Regions from separate parts of the Mus musculus genome. Here region 1 is linked to region 2. The links are chromatin contacts, called in public promoter capture Hi-C maps. All regions are on one chromosome and are shown on one strand. Each heading gives the region's core, a stretch centred on a gene start, on an enhancer-like site or on the middle of the called end of the contact. The rest is flanking DNA. Distances are from core to core; before and after follow the strand shown.

Region 1 (2,985 bases), core at 356-2,855, 2.9 Mb after region 2:
CAATAGGCCAATCTGGAGAAAACGTGTTTTTATTTTCTAGTTGGTTGTGTATTTAAAAAAAAAAAAAAACCTCAAGGCATTGTGTGCATTGTGTATATGAAAATTTCTGGACAGGCTGACTCACAGGTCAGGAAAGTGAATAACCGACTCTGCCCAGGACCTCCCAGCTCTTGATGCACACCTTAAGTCTTGGCGTGCTTGGTGGAAAATATTAACGTCCTTACCCTTACCCCCTTCCCCTTAGCGTTAAATTAGAGTCCTGGACAGGTTGGTATATGCCAGAATTAGGTGTGAAAGAGGAGACCTAAACCTCAAAATTCTAGAGTGTGCTACTGGAGTCAGTTCATCACAGCGGACGACCTCTGTCTGACTCCATTTTGGCTCAAGGACACTGCTAGGGATTGCATGACTGAACTGCTAAAGACACAAGCAGCAACCTTTGCTCCTGGTCTCCTGGGTGACCAAACCTCTCCTAACCCAGAGCTTGCTGGCAAAGCTTGTCTCCTGCAGTGTTTGTGCTCCTGGCTGATTGCTGCTACTGGCGCCCCCAAGTGCTGCAAGCCAGTCAGCGCGTCAGAGTGGTTCGCTCGGTGGCCCTCTGCCTCTGTGGAACAGTGCAGAGAACTCCGAGCCTCAAAGACTGACTTGAAAGGCTAGCCAAGGCCTCCGGGCGGGGGAGGGGTGGGAGTGGGGGTGGGGGAACGAGCGGGGCAGCGCTCAAGAGGCAGGACCAGAAGTTTCTGGCCCACTTCACCACCCACCCGGTTCCCCATCAGGCTTTTTATTCTTGCCTGGGATTTCCTCTTTGCAGAGGACGCGTTGGCACCCTAAAAGTGCCTCATCAAGCCTTGAGGTAGCACAAGTCGGGTCATTATCCCCTTCCTCACTCCTTGTTTGGATTAAAGTGTAATGTGTATATCGGGTTGGGCGAGGGATGAGGAAAACAGAAAGATTCAAGCACTTCAACGGGGGAAGAATGGTCCCTTATTCCCCCTCCTCTTTCTTTGGTCTTTTCGCCCCTCTTCCTTTAGTCCTCTTGCCTCCCCCTTTGTTCATCTCCCCCCCCCTATTCGAAGCGGAACCCCATAAAGCACCTACAGCCAGACAGTCTCACACAGCACATTAACCGAGAGGCTCAGGCTAAAATCTAACTGGGCTGTACACAGTCCACCAAGTTAACTTGCAGATGTTCTCCAGAGCTTTTCCAGCGCTCCTAGCTGGAGGCTGAAGCTGGGTGGGAGAAGTAAGAAGCCATGGTTAGTGGCAGTCACCACAAATAGGGACAACTTTTCCTCTTCATTTCTGCCTGTTTCCAAACTCCCATTCACTCTCGGAGCTGTGATCGTCCAGGAAGAGCTTTCCCGTGTTCTTCTGGAGGTGAACCCCAAGTTTTTAGTTGTAGAGTGAAGGAGGGATGGGAGGGTAGGAAAGGTGAGAGGCAGGAGAGACAGCCTCAGAAAGAGCGCCTGCTGGGGGAAGGGGAGGCAAGCGGGAGCGTGGGGTGGGGGAGAGAAACGTTTTCACTCTTTGTCACTCTTGAATTGGGGGCGGAGGAAAACCCACTGAGGAAAGCTATAAAAAGCTAAGAGGGCGGGGGAGAGCAGCAAGAGAGCACTGGCCCTCCGCGCAGCGCATCACTGCTTCGCTGGCAGGGCTTAGTGGCCCCGTGTGAACCAAGGGACAACTCCTAACCGCACCAGTGGGAGTGCGCTTGCTGGGACCTCCGCTCGCCTCAGCTCTCCAGAGTCCGGTGGAGGGGTTGGGGGAGACTCTGATCACCAGTCACAAACCCCGCGGACCTGGAAAAGAGGGACTTGAGTGGTGCAAAGGTTGAGAGCTAAAGCACAGGAGAGGACAGAGGAGCAGAGGAGCCGGGGGAAACAAGAGAAAAGAAAGGAAGAAAAAGAAAAAGAAGCAGCAGCTGGGGAGAACCCTGTGCGCGGTTAAGGGAGGATTCCATCACCGCGGAAAATCGTGCAAAAGCGCAAAGGTGCTGAACACCAAACGAAGCCGGCAGGGCGATCTGCAGGGCTGGGTCTAACAGCACCTTGGGTCACGCCTCCTTGGCGAGAAGGCGTCTGGCCTTTGATTGCTTCCAGGGACTGCAGAACTTCCTGCCCGTCAGAGGAGCGGGTCTCGCTGGGGTCGCGTTTGCTCCAGGCTTGAGGCTTGAGACTAAGTTCTTAAGAGTCCCGAGTGTCTGATCCAGGAAGGGTTGGGGGAACTGTGTCTGTGAGGAGCCCACGCGCCCCACGTGAGGGGTTGAGTGTCGGCGGGCGTCCTCACTCCCCTGGCATTCCCATCTTTTCAGGGCTCCACCCAACTCCGGGAACCCCTTACCCGGAGATGGCCGCGCTGATGCGGGTCAAGGATTCATCCCGCTGCCTTCTCCTACTGGCCGCGGTGCTGATGGTGGAGAGCTCACAGCTAGGCAGCTCGCGGGCCAAACTCAACTCCATCAAGTCCTCTCTAGGAGGGGAGACTCCTGCTCAGTCAGCCAACCGATCTGCAGGCATGAACCAAGGACTGGCTTTCGGCGGCAGTAAGAAGGGCAAAAGCCTGGGGCAGGTAGGAAACCCCCCCAAACACACTCTTCAGCCAGGAGAGGTAGGGATCAGAGCTTTTGCATCTGCAGCTTGCCTTTGAGCCCTGCAAAAGTCAAAGCCTTGCCCAAGCCAGGTGTGGCGCTTCTGGCTATTTGGGAGGGGGTTGCTGAAGCTGGGTCTGCAGGGGTACCAGGACTTGGGTGTTTTGCTGGTCGCTGGGATGCTGGGTTACAGCGGGAGGTTTAGAGTTCTGTCTCATCTTTGTGTTGAGACATGAGTACTTTTAAAGATCTAGTGCGTTTCTTTGGCAAAGGGGCCAGAATGGTCCTTCCATCCAACAGGAGGCTGCAATGGATGTGAACAGGAGCTGACATAGCAAATGGGATGTGCTAGCCTTGATTCTAAGTGTTCACTTATTTAATCTTCACAACTCTGGAAG
Region 2 (2,900 bases), core at 281-2,780:
AAAGAACTTTGTCCCATATGTCTGGCAGAAGCCTTCACTCCTGGTCTTCCAGGCGAATCATATTTATAGCCCTTCCACGCAAAGGCAAGACCCTGCCAAAATATCCTGTTCGTTTCCAAAGTACAGACGCATTAGGAAATCAGAAAATATGAAATTAGAAGTAGGACCCACTTGTAGACTAGGAAAGGCCCCTTTCAGCCTTACATACTCTGGACTTTCAAGAACATTCGCTCATATGGGGGGGAACTTCCTTCTCCTTCCCCACCCCCATCCCGGTGCAATTTAATACCACTCTCAGTCAGGAACCTTAACCTCGTCATTTTAAAAAATGAGATATCCGCGACCCGGGGTGAACTTGTTGAGTGTAGGTACAGCAGAGGAAATTCTAGACTCTGAGAGTCCCAGACTTGAGCAAGAGATCCCATGCCGACACACTGGCCGGTGTGTGGCCCTGTCTACCTGCGCTCTTCCACTCTGATCCACCCGTCTTGACCTCAGACACCACCGTGACCTAGCCCTTGCCTTACTGTAGTTCAGGCCTCCCTCCGGTCATCGTCTGGTAATATCTCCCTCCTCCTCCTCCTCCTCCTCCTCCTCCTCCTCCTCCTCCTCCTCCTCCTCCTCCTCCTCCTCCTCCTCCCCCTCCCTCTCTCCCTCCCTCCCTCTCTCCCTCCCTCTCTCCCTTCCTTACCCCTTTTTCTTTCTTTCTTTCTCTCTCCTTCCCTCCCTTCTTTCATCCCCCCCACACACACCTATCGGCTGTGGCTCTCCCACCTTCTGCCGCTAGCTCACCCTATTTTTCTAACTTCTCCCAGTCATCATCTTCTCTTTGCCACCCCATCCATCCACCCACCTTCAGTGCTGCCCTCTGTGGATCCCTCAATTCCCTCCCACTGCCCCTGTAGACAATCAGTACAGTAACCAGCTTTCCTCTACTCCGCGGGCCTGAAAGGAGGTCACGCGCGCGCACACTCACATCCACACTTCGAAAGCCTCACCCGGATCAAACCAAGCCACACTGCCCTTTGTTTCATTTCATGGGCCACTTTGCTAGTCCCTTCCTCGTAAGCCACCCAGACTTTGCTCCGCGCGAATAGGTTTCTGTCTCCCCAGGCTCTGGCCCTCCCACTCAGATTTAGAAGGGGTTTGACGCACAACCGTTTTTTCTCCGTCCATTCCATCCTTGTCCCTTTCCTACCATCCCCACCATCCTGCTCCCCAGCTTGAGTGCTAGCTCCTGCCACTGGTCAGCTCCTGTCGGTCGGTAGTTGCCTCCGGCCCCTGATCCTCCGCTCCTCCCTCCTGGGTTCTGTCCGGGACCGCAGTCTCCTGGGCCCCTGGGCCTCACTTCTCAGCCCTAGTGGTCCCCTGTCCCCTCGATCGCCCCTGCACGCTCCCCCACCCCCGCAGTGGCCCAAGGCTGTGCTCGCCCCTTGATCGCCCAGCGTACAGCAGGCTCGGCCGCCCGCCCGCGCGCCACTGTGCACTGGAGTTTGGTGGAATCTCTGCTGACGTCACGACACTCCGCACACGGAGTCGGAGCGGAGGGAAGAGAGAGGGATGAGAGCGAGGGAGGGGAGAGAGAGTGCGAGACCGAGAGAGAAAGCCGGAGAGCAGCAGACAGAAACTGCCGGCGCCCGCTAGCTTTAGCAGCCCCCCGCGTGGACCCTCTCGGAACTTGGCACCCTCAAGATCCCCGCAGTTCCACCCAGACCCGCTCCACGGCGCTGGCTGTGCAGCCCGAGCCTCGGCCGCCTGGCAGTCACCCTGGGAAGCGGTGGGACGGGGAGACAGCCGTTCTCTCTCCGGTAGCCGGTAAGTGGAGGCCCTCTCTCCCACAGAGCTGTGAGATAATGCGAGTCTGGAAATTTGTTCCACTCTGGAGAACCTCCGCCGTGTATGATTTGTGGCTCGCCGGGCTTGTTTCTCCAGATTCAGCGCAGTTGGCAAACAGATCTTACAGAGCCCCTGTTCCGTTCGCCCTCAATCGCAGACACTAGAACAGTCCTACCCGGCGTTGAAGTCGACTGGAAGCCAGGCATGGCTGGCAGTTAAAACGAGGCATCTTCCCTGAAATTTCGATGCCAACAGGGTAGGGAGAAATCCTCCAGCTGAGGATTAGCCCAGTCAAGATAAAGGGCCAGCTACAAAGTTTCAGCTACTGGAATAGATTAGCCCCTTCCCATCATTACCCATTGGAAAAAAAAGGAGATTCCATCTTAACCGGCGGTTAGTGACCTCTCAGGCCCAAGCGAATTACCTGAGAGCCAGGCCTAGATGCCAACCCGCACAATTACTTCGGATTATAAATCCTTTAAATTGATCATCAGTCAACTCCAATCTTGTACTGAGGGAGATGCATTTTAAACGGATGCGGAGAGGCCACTATTTTGCAACTGGTAACTAAGTAAAAACATGCGATTCCAAACCAGCGAAATACAGTCCTTTTATTCCAATTAAATCACCTTCCCTAAACAATTTAGAAATCAAACTATCCTAGGAGGCTGGGATATTTTTGTTTTTATTCTATTTTGTAGGACTACCGTATTTTTTTGAGGTAAATTAAAATGGGGAGAGAGTCTTTTACTATTATGAATTACAATAATATGCATTCATACATTCTAAACGATTTAACGAACAAGTAATTTGATTTTTAAGAGATCTCTGCATCCTTTTCAGACCATTAGTTACAATTAAAGATATTTTATTCTCATGCAGTATCATTTAGAGGAGACTCCACCTAAAACCAATAATTTCACAGAAACAAAGATTGTTACTGAAGTGAATTGAGGACTTGTTGTTGTTGTTGTTGTTGTTGTTGTTGTTGTTGTTTGGGGGGCGTTGAAAATGAGCACAGTATTCCAATAATCAAAGTTTAGTTTCAAAACAAAGTAGCTACT

Evidence for each region. Promoter capture Hi-C pulls out the DNA fragments that hold promoters and counts their contacts.
Region 1: a promoter capture Hi-C map of embryonic stem cells shows a contact between it and region 2, with 15 times the contacts expected there. The contact joins the promoter of Dkk2 here to the promoter of Pitx2 in region 2. A contact is called at or near these places in 2 of 39 promoter capture datasets (embryonic stem cells and liver).

Annotation. Positions count from the first base shown.
Region 1 is chr3:132,083,687-132,086,671 of GRCm38.p6, forward strand. It overlaps Dkk2 (dickkopf WNT signaling pathway inhibitor 2), which reads left to right and starts at 1,606. Exons shown (of 4, transcript NM_020265.4): 1 at 1,606-2,568. The coding sequence starts at 2,347.
Region 2 is chr3:129,198,348-129,201,247 of GRCm38.p6, forward strand. It overlaps Pitx2 (paired-like homeodomain transcription factor 2), which reads left to right and starts at 1,531. Exons shown (of 5, transcript NM_011098.4): 1 at 1,531-1,815. Gm40149 (a long non-coding RNA gene) reads right to left here and starts at 562. Exons shown (of 4, transcript XR_867634.2): 1 at 1-562.